3 separate regions of the Gossypium hirsutum genome follow, and regions 1 and 3 are each linked to region 2. The links are chromatin contacts, called in public Hi-C maps. All regions are on one chromosome and are shown on one strand. Each heading gives the region's core, a stretch centred on a gene start, on an enhancer-like site or on the middle of the called end of the contact. The rest is flanking DNA. Distances are from core to core; before and after follow the strand shown. Region 1 holds the start of LOC107899713 (chloride channel protein CLC-b). Region 2 holds the start of LOC107899720 (transcription and mRNA export factor ENY2). Region 3 holds the start of LOC107898471 (calcium-binding protein CML38).

What was found. Hi-C and Micro-C count contacts between places; a contact is called where the count stands out from the background.
Region 1: a Hi-C map of leaf shows a contact between it and region 2, with 2.4 times the contacts expected there. The contact joins the promoter of LOC107899713 here to the promoter of LOC107899720 in region 2. A contact is called at or near these places in 4 of 34 Hi-C or Micro-C datasets (hypocotyl and leaf).
Region 3: a Hi-C map of leaf shows a contact between it and region 2, with 1.9 times the contacts expected there. The contact joins the promoter of LOC107898471 here to the promoter of LOC107899720 in region 2. A contact is called at or near these places in 2 of 34 Hi-C or Micro-C datasets (both in leaf).

Annotation. Positions count from the first base shown.
Region 1 is chrD04:16,439,717-16,442,819 of Gossypium_hirsutum_v2.1, reverse strand. LOC107899713 (chloride channel protein CLC-b) reads right to left here and starts at 1,668. Exons shown (of 6, transcript XM_016825492.2): 1 at 1,299-1,668; 2 at 993-1,193; 3 at 723-900; 4 at 1-358. The coding sequence starts at 1,498.
Region 2 is chrD04:16,308,340-16,311,654 of Gossypium_hirsutum_v2.1, reverse strand. LOC107899720 (transcription and mRNA export factor ENY2) reads left to right here and starts at 1,991. Exons shown (of 5, transcript XM_016825501.2): 1 at 1,991-2,137; 2 at 2,233-2,320; 3 at 2,426-2,520. The coding sequence starts at 2,136.
Region 3 is chrD04:16,463,023-16,466,399 of Gossypium_hirsutum_v2.1, reverse strand. It overlaps LOC107898471 (calcium-binding protein CML38), which reads left to right and starts at 2,124. Exons shown (of 1, transcript XM_016823934.2): 1 at 2,124-2,959. The coding sequence starts at 2,490. The coding sequence ends at 2,912.

The DNA.
Region 1 (3,103 bases), core at 419-2,918, 130 kb before region 2:
ATTTCCCAGAATTGCAGATTTCGATGAATGCCCTTAGCACTACCACCACCACTGCTGTACTAAAGAAAGTTCTCCAGAGAAGGGCACTCCTCCACCATGTTGCAACTTCTTCGAGAGCAAATAGGACACCTCCCACAGGGGCACGGAAAGCTGCACAAACACCCGAGGAAGAACCACAGGTGATAATATCTCTGCGATCGCGATCATTGTTGAAGTAGCGAAGCCAACGCCACTTGATGCGGTAGTTATCAGGCCCTCCCTGGGCTAGTAATGAAGCGATGCAACTCCCAATGTGCACTAAAGGCCCTTCTTTCCCCAGATCTAGACCAGCAGAAACTGCTCCAATGCTGCCAACAATCTACAATTTTACAAAATTCATCAGCACCACTAAGAAACAAATTAAAGTGAAACTATCTCATACTAGATCCAAATTATAAAGAAACAAAGTAAAAGTATCTCATACTAGATCCAAATTTACCAGCACACTAATTAAGAAACAAATTAAAGTGAAAGTATCTCACTGGATCCAGATTAAGAAACAAATTAAAGTGAAACTGCTCCAATCCTTAAATCCCGGACAAAAGCAGCAAAGCATAAAGCACAATAGCAACCCCACAATTGATCTATAGGACAGAAAACAACTCTTGAAATGCCGGATCTGATCGATCTCTACCGTCCATAATTGTTTTAAACACGCATTTCTAACTGAAAAGGTAACCAACCTTGACAAGCAATGTTGTAGCACCAAACATGTTAGGAGTATCAACTCCATTGAGATAAGCCTTGATTTCAGGGATACCAGGACCAGCTGCAGTTGGGGCAAAACACACACAGAGAACTGCAGCAATCAAGGTCAGAAAAAAGTTTATCCCAGTGAAAAAGATCAACCCAGATATATACCTGCATCAAGTCACCTAGTCATTATCAAAATCAAATTCAGATCATCTTGGATGTAAAACTGAAGTTTAGTCTTTGATCATTAAAGTCCTTACCTGCCCTCCTCTATGAAACCAACAATAGCAAGAAGCTTATAGCCAGCAATATTCTCAATTGCAAGATTGATAAGGGTGGCAATCAATCCTGTCAACAATCCAACAAGGAAAGCCAAAGACCATTTCAAGAAAATGTACTGCAAAACTTGAACTTTAGATCTTCTTCTCCAATCATGCTTGAAAAGATCATTTTCATTTATCCTGCATCAATTTGTTTTTTTCTTTCAGTAGATGTTATCAGAAACAATGATCAAAGAAGAAGAAAATTCAGAATTTAGAAATATATGTGTATATATAGATTATTACTCATAATCCAAACTCTCAATATGGGAGACCTTGGCTCCAACCAAGGCTAGTGGAGTGGAAGAAAGGGTTCTGTTTCTTTTGAGAAGTGGCTGACGCAAAGAATTGCTCTCAGGATCTCTTCCTTCTTCTTCTTCATAAGTTTCAGCCTCCAAGCTATGGGGTGTTTCTGGATTTGCCAAATGGTTTGAATCCTCCTCCATCAATCAAAGAAGGCAAAGACAAAAGTGTTGGCTTTTGAATGGCAATGGATTAGCATTAAGGAGGAAGCAAAAGCTTTTTATATCTCTTGAAACTTTATAGTAAGCACTTAAGCTTCTTTGTCCTACTTTAAACCCATCTTTCTTCACATGAAGTTGCACGATATACACACTAGTTAAAGAAAGTTTAACCATTTTTGGTCTTTAATATAACATTTTTGAATTTTTTCTATTTTTAAAAATAATTTTTATTTTTATTTTTTATAAATATCCTTTTAAATAATCCCTTGTTCGGTTTTTCTTTTTTTGACCATATAATCCATGCATGCAGATCACGCAAATCACTCCTCAGATCTTTAGTGTGTTCAAATGGATGAAAATTGGCCCACCTACAATCAAACTAGGCCACATTTTTACTCCAAAATTGGCCCCACCAATAATGAAGTCCTCACTCAGAAATTTACTGCAACATATAGAATAAGATGAAATTGGATAAATTCATGTTCACATTGGTTGTTTATTGCTTTGGCGTTTGTCTCTTTATTGTTCACAAATTGATAATTATGGGGGGGTGTTCTTCATGACAGATGGGAACCAATCTCATCTCAATCAAAGCCCACTTGGATATAACGTTTAAAGATCTAACGGTGGACAAAAATCCGACCCTTGGATATTGGAAAGGGTGGCCTTATCCATTAATTTAATAATATATTTGTGGGACTCAATAATTGAAAATGAAAAGTGATGGGATTTTGGTGTTTTTATTTATTAGGCGCCAGGTGTCAGATATTCAGGTGGGTTGACGATGGATGATCCACATTACTGGGGATGTAACCCATGGACGTGGGAAACCCTCAACCATCCGATGTTATTTGGACAAAAGAAATCCAAAATACAATCTCGAGACGCCACTTTCCAGCAAAATCAGCAGACCAAGCAAAGAGCATGGGATGGCATGATATATGTGATGTAAGAAATGTGGATGGAATGCCCCCATATTTTTCCTTTTGCCTTTTTAAACAAATTCATCATTATTTTTCACTTCCAACAAAATATATCAATTTAAAAAAGGAAAATAGCTTTAGGTGAAAAAAAAGGTCAGGAAAGACGAATACATAAAAAGATGACGGTTTTTAAAAGTTGAGGTTGAAATTTGTGAGTTCATCCGCCCACCGAAATCATTCATACTAACCACTTACGCCACGATTCTAAAAAAAAAGAAAGTATATATTAAATTTTATAAACATTAATCTTTATCAATATAAAAACAAATTCAAGAAAAACAAATCGGATCAATTAAGTTTTAGTTTGATTAATATGAATATCGATATCAATAAAAGAGGAATGTAAGTTTAAGTGTATTGAAACACATTATCCTCCTATTTATGAGTTGGAAAAAAACTCTTGGTAATTTTAAATATTGTATCAAAAATAATAAATATAATTAAAATCTATAATGAAATTAAACATGTGAGAACAATATGTAATTAATCAAAACAATTTTTTCCTTTACTTACTGCTATCTGCTATCGACCATTATTATAGAGAAGCAAAGGAATTATTAAACACCTATTTAAATTTCTATATGATATGCAGTTGTTTCTCCAC
Region 2 (3,315 bases), core at 742-3,241:
TCCCTTGTGAAAGCTTAGTCCAAATTGATAGAACAATTTCTTTACAACATAAAAACACTTGCAAATGTTTAGTGTAAAGAATAAAGTAAGTTCTTTAATTTTCACGCACAAATCGTAAAAAGTCTCTTTTATATAAGCATTTTGTAGACTTGTAAACCAAACTAGTGTAATTAGAATTAGCCAATGTAATTTCGTCTCAATCAAAATTTTCATTATGGAATGAGATAAAGTAAAGATCCCTTACAATTGAACTTTTTTGATTGCATATCTCTATAAAAAAGTTAGTCAATCACACTAGATTACTTTGAATTGTACCTGGTTGACTGAATTTCTTCCTCAGTATTAATCATGAAATTTGCTACATGAGATTCCTTAAAAAGATGCACAAAAAGAAACGTTTTAATTAAGTAAATTATGCTAACAAAATAAGAAAATTATAACTTGTTTAGTTGCAAAGTGAATTGCTACTAACTATTGCAATTGGCAGCATCAATAAGTTTATTCTTTTTGTATATTTGGAAATATCATTTATCTATTGTTAGATATTATTAGAGTTGTGTGACTTAAATTTTTATTAAATAAAATAAGAGATTGCTTGCAAGTTAAGTTAAACAAAATATATTTTCATTCTAGAAGATTTAGTATTTATTATTATAATATATTTAGTATTTATTAGCATAATTTATTTGATCTATAAATTTAGCTTATAAATAAGCTCTCTTATAACCTTAGAAAACACACCCATTAAAATATTAGAACTCAACACTTTTGAAGAATTTTGTGTTTACGTTTTGAGAGTTCTTTTTTTCGGGTTTCGGGGTTTAATTTTTATCTCTACCTTTTGCACTCTTCGTTCTTTTGCCATTATAATAAAATTATCTTTACGTGTAATTTTTTATCCTCTTTGAAGGGGTTTTTCCACATTAAATTTTTGTGTTTAATTTCTCAATTTCTTCTACTATTTTTACTTATTCATTGCTTAATCGGGTCGATCCCATCATTTATACTCATGTTTGGATATAAGTTAGGTACCATAGTCGAATTTTAATGCTTCGAGAACAATAACAGGTTGAGGCAACATACGTAGATAGCATAGATGTCATCCGAGTGGGGGACAATAATAGTGGGAGGGAGACCTGGGCACAGATGCAGCTTTCTATACAACAGTCAGCAACTTAGCTACTTGACTACTTGGCTAAGACAAGGAAATCCCATTTTCATACCAATGACCCTAGAGCTGCTTGAGAGAGTCCCTTTTTTTTCCAGCAGATGCCATTATTGTAGGATGGCACAAAATGAGCCTCAAAAACAGCATTAAATTAGCGATACTGGGGAACAGTGACGGTCACATGATCTTAACACAGAATATGAAAGCGACCAAGATGCAAAGTTTTCAACCACTCAATTTTCTTCCATAGATTACGTAAGAAACCACTAAAACAGCATTACCGGGGCTACGTGATACTGTTCTTTGCACAATCAGGAAAGTTAGCCACATACTTGAGGATGCTAGCCAGTTATTTATCTGTTCCTAGTGCCCCACGCGAACATGAACTCAGTCCCATCGAGTGTTAGGAAATGGCTCTTAGGTTCCACAAATATCTAGCACCTGTTCAGGTTGGACATATGCAGCTGAATCCACCTGCAATTCAATGAAAAAACAAAGAGAGACATAAAAACAGCTACCCAATATACATGGATGGGCAATTGGACACTATGTTGTCATAGGTGGTCCATATTAGTAAGATCTGAGGGTTAGGGTTCTACATTTATTTTCTCTAATATCAAAAGAGTTCCAACAAAATTCTTATACTAAGGGCAGTATCTAAATCTAAGGCCTAACAAGCTAACAGCTATGGAATTCTTTATGTCAAGGGCCTGTGTCCATCCTTGAAAAAGGCTTCAAGAGATGGCCTTGTAAAATGCAACTAAATCTAGGGGCAAATCTGGTAAAATACTTCCTGTCTGAAATCTCCCCTACGTTGTCGTTTCTAGGTGACGGTGGAGGCCAAGGAATTTTTTTTTTTAAATCCCTTCTTTTTTTCTTTGGGTTCTAGCTGTTTCGAAGTCAATAAAAATTTCTCCAATTTCCTCACAAATTTTCATTTCTATTTTGAGAGATTTAATTTAACATCATGCAAGTAAATTTCTTGTTTTTTTTTTCAGTTTAACTAAATCCATAATCAGAATCGAATCTTTAATCTTTTTTTTTTTTAAAACATCCCTCAACAGGAAACATTCAGTAAATCGGCCTCCAACCCCTGATGGTGCAGAAGATCAAGGGAATGAACCCACCCTTCAAGAAATTATTAATATCAAGGTTCTTTTCCCTTCTTTTTATTATTTCATTTTTTCTTTTTTCTTTTTTTTTGGGGGGGGGGGGTTGGTTCTTATTTATTTACTGTGATTTAATTGAATTTGGTAGTTAATTGAAAGCGGAGAAAAAGAGAGATTAATGGAACTGTTAAGAGAAAGACTTATAGAATGTGGATGGAAGGATGAGATGAAAGCTCTTTGCAGGTTTTTTTCTTTTCCCCACTATTTTTACTGTCTCCTTTGTATCTAGTTATTGTTTAAACTTTGAACTGCCTTGCTTCATATATTAATTTGTGTATTTATCTGCAATTGATCTTCTTTCTAATTGTTTAACCTATCATTTTTTGTGTTGGCTTAGTTATAATTAATCTTAAGGATTACAATTCATAGTTTCTGAAAATTAAGAGAATTTTCAAGTTCTTCATAGATAAGGAAATTAGAATTAAGTCATGGCTTGTTTAATACTTTATAAACAGTTTCTTTTTTAGAAAAAGTGGATCAAATTAAGTAATTGATCAATGGGGAAAAAAATTGTCATGGGGTTCTTAAGACTTCACTTGTTGCTTCCTACTTTGTATTGATGTGAAAGTGGATAATCTTAGAGCCAGATTGTGGTGCCAGTGCCTGGTCCCAAATATAAGTGATATGCTGAGTTTTTCTTACTTTTATGTTTTCTGTTACGACAATGAATAAAAGATGTTTAGGATGGTGATGCGTCAAATTGTGTCAATCGATGTGTTGTGGTGTTTTAGGTAATGACTAAACAATGCCGCAATAAGTTTCTTTATAGTTATGTAAAGCTGTATAGCTTTTGTGGGCTATTTATTTTCATGGAAAGAAAACCAGAGGGATGAAGTGCCGTGAGATAGAGAAATTAGTTCTTTATCCAAGAATCGATTTGTTTTGCTTGGCATTTAAGTTGATTGCAACGTATTCAATTTCCTTTTATGCATCATCTTTATGTGAAATCTTTATGATACTTTATAGAAATCTCTTCCA
Region 3 (3,377 bases), core at 875-3,374, 150 kb before region 2:
TGATAGCAAAGTTAGTAGTATGTTTTGATTGATTTGTATTGATGTAATGGCTAGTATGCTAGCTTTCTTTTGTATACAAGTTAAGCTATTTTTTGTATATGTTTTAAGTGGGAGCAGTTAACTAGTAGGTAACTGTCCAATTTCTTGTGTAACTCTCATATATTCAAAATTTGAATGAAAATTATTCATATTTTTCAGTTACTATCTTTGCTGAGTTTCCATTTTTTAGTTTTTCTCTTCTCTTGCTTCATTCGTTTTCTTTTCTTTTCTTGCTGAAAAATCCAACAGATATAGACCATTTACTGCGCCAGTGTTTTGTTGCGAAATCGGTATGGTTCACTTTAATTCAGACTCTTCAGAGAGTTTTTGTCAATGAATAGTAAAGAATGGGCGCTATTGAATATACGAGATCCAGCTTACTTTGCGAAAGTGGATGCTGTCGACTGGGACCTGCTGTTTGGATTTATATGTCGAAACTTATTGAATTTGTTGAAATAAGCTTGTCCTTGACCCTAGCTTTATTGAAACAAAAGGAATTTTAGAGAAAAGCAACATGATATGTATTGACATGCGAAGAGCAGTTGGTCTCGTGGGGCGACAGCAAAGTGCCAGTGACCAAAAGTATAGTTGGTTGGTAAGCTGGGAGAAACCGATGGAAGTATGGTGTAAGGTAAATACAGTCGGGGCGTTGCGGAATGAGGAAGGGGTGGCATCGCCCAGGGAATTATTCAAGATGTTGATGGACGTTGGCTGATCAGTTTCTCAAGAAGCTTTGGGCCATGGCCGATCCTAGATGCCGAGCTGTGGGGAGCTTATGATGGGTTAAAATGAGAAATGGACATGGGTATGAGGAAGGAGATTTTAGAGACGAATAACATGGAGGTTGTTTGACTGTTGAGGCATAAAGGAAATCTGGCAGCTAATAAGGCGGTGTTACGATCGATTTGGCACTTACTTGGGAAGGAATGGGATGTTAGGGTGACACATGTCTTTCGCGAAAGAAATTAGGCAACGGACGAGATAGCGGCAATAGCTTGGGCTATGAATAATTCGAGAGCCTCTTTAAACATTAGGACAACATCTTCAATATGATTCCAGCAGTGTAGGAACAAGAAGAGTAATGCATAATTAGTCTAATTTAGAATTTAAATCCTTTCATTAAAAAAAAAACCCTCAAAAACTGTGATTGCAATAATAAAAAAATGTGACCACATTTAACCATTTCAGCATAATTCAATTTTTTTTTAAAAATCCTTAGAATTTTAAAAATTATAAAAAAAATATTAGAATGAGTGACTTTTTAAGTTTTTATTTTTTTGGAACACCTCTTCTTCTCCTTCTATTTGGCTCTCTTCATCTCAAACCTTCCGCCATTGTTGGTCCAGCAAAACCAATCCAATTTCTCGGATTTCCCATGGAGTCCATCTCTAAACTAGATTTTTATCTCTAGAAACAATGGCTTCGCTACCGGGTCTAAGCCGCTGGGTTCTTCTGGAAAACTCTTCTATTTCTCTGTTTGGTATTGCAACATGTCTAGAAATAACATTGTTGTTTGATCCTCCGATGACTCTCTTCGGGCCAAAACTTGTTACCGGGGATGCCAGCAGCGACTGGTAACCGAAATTCAACGGGGCTGGTATTGGAAGAAGGGGGATGTCTGGTTTATGGGAATATTTGACATAGTTTGGATTTTCCAACTGATACGATTTTGCCCAACCACACAATGAATTTCCTGAATTTGTTTGAATAAAGACTAAATTATATAATATTATTTAGGTGAACATTCCTTTAATGATTTAAGGAGAGAATAATCAAAAGTAATAATATTAGTTATTAAAACAAAAAACTTAACTCTTATAATATTAATACTCTTACCAAATAAAGAGAGTGAATATGATTTTTAATGTTAATTCTGAGGTCTATAGTGTAAAACATGAAGAAGAAAGAAGGTCAAGTAATTTTATTACCAGATTTATAATGACGAAATGGATGAAGGCTCCCATTAATTTCCTATCTTGGTGGGAAATTTGATAAAGTCAAACCTTTCTGCCCCTTTTCTGGGTTATTTACCACTAGTCTTCAATAATTTATTAGGGTTGTGGGAGTTCTGATTTGATGGTTGGCCGTAAAAACCCCTCCCTCTACCAATCCATTAGTCTGAATGCGCTCCTTTTTTTCTTTCTTTGATTCCAGCTTTAACACTTCCTTTTTCCTTCAAACATCCCCATGCATGAAGTTGAAAGGTCAAAGTCTTCTTTAGCCCCTAAAGACAAGTTACAAGGTGGTCAGCTCACGCCAGGCGCCCACTTCGCTCATCCCTTTCGTATAATTTACATACACACACGTTGCCCTCACTTTCCTATTCCCCATTTTAGGCTTGTGTTGCAACCCAACTATATAACATTTTGGGGTTTAAGCTAGCTTTATATGTCATGTGAACCTTCATCTTGATGCTCCATTTTGTTTAGAGCTTGATTCCCATTATTGGAATGGACAAACACCAAGAATACGAGAGGGTATTTAATCACTTCGATGAGAATAAAGATGGGAAGATATCCCCAGCGGAGCTTCAACAGTGCGTGAAGGCTATAGGAGGGGAGCTGTCGCGGGAAGAGGCGGAGGTGGCGGTGGAGGTGTTGGATACGGACGGGGATGGATTGTTGGGGTTGGAGGACTTCATTAGGTTAGTGGAAGAAGTAGGAGAGGAAGAGAAAGTGAATGATTTGAAAGAGGCTTTCAAGATGTATGAGACGGAAGGTTGTGGGTGTATTACGCCAAAGAGTTTGAAGAGGATGCTTAGTAGATTGGGTGAGTCTAGAACTTTAGAGGAATGTAAATCCATGATTGCTCAGTTTGATCTTAATGGCGATGGAGTCCTCAATTTTGATGAATTTAGAGTCATGATGTTATGATCTTGTCATATTTACATATATAATCTTAACGATGAATTTGAAGTCAAGATGCTTGGATGTATATATATACATATCTTTCTTCTTCTCTTTCCTTGTTCCTTGTTGAGATTTCTTAAAAATATTTTTATTTCTCATAACGATATTAAGATTTTTTATATTAAATGTCAATAATATGATATGTTCAACAAAGTAATCGGAACATCCATTAGGTATTTTTTAGCACATAAAAATTTTGAGAGGTTACGAGTAAGGAACATCCATTAGGTATTTTTTAGCACATAAAAATTTTGAGAGGTTACGAGTAAGTTCACGGAGAGGAGTGTTTGATCCCTTTTCTTAATACATATGGGAGTTGAATAGGTAACTTGAATACCACTTTATCTAGCCTTTTTGTTGAGGCAATTTCGACTTATGAGGAAATAAAATCAAGCACGGACACTTCGAATCTAATACCAAGCCTATTGA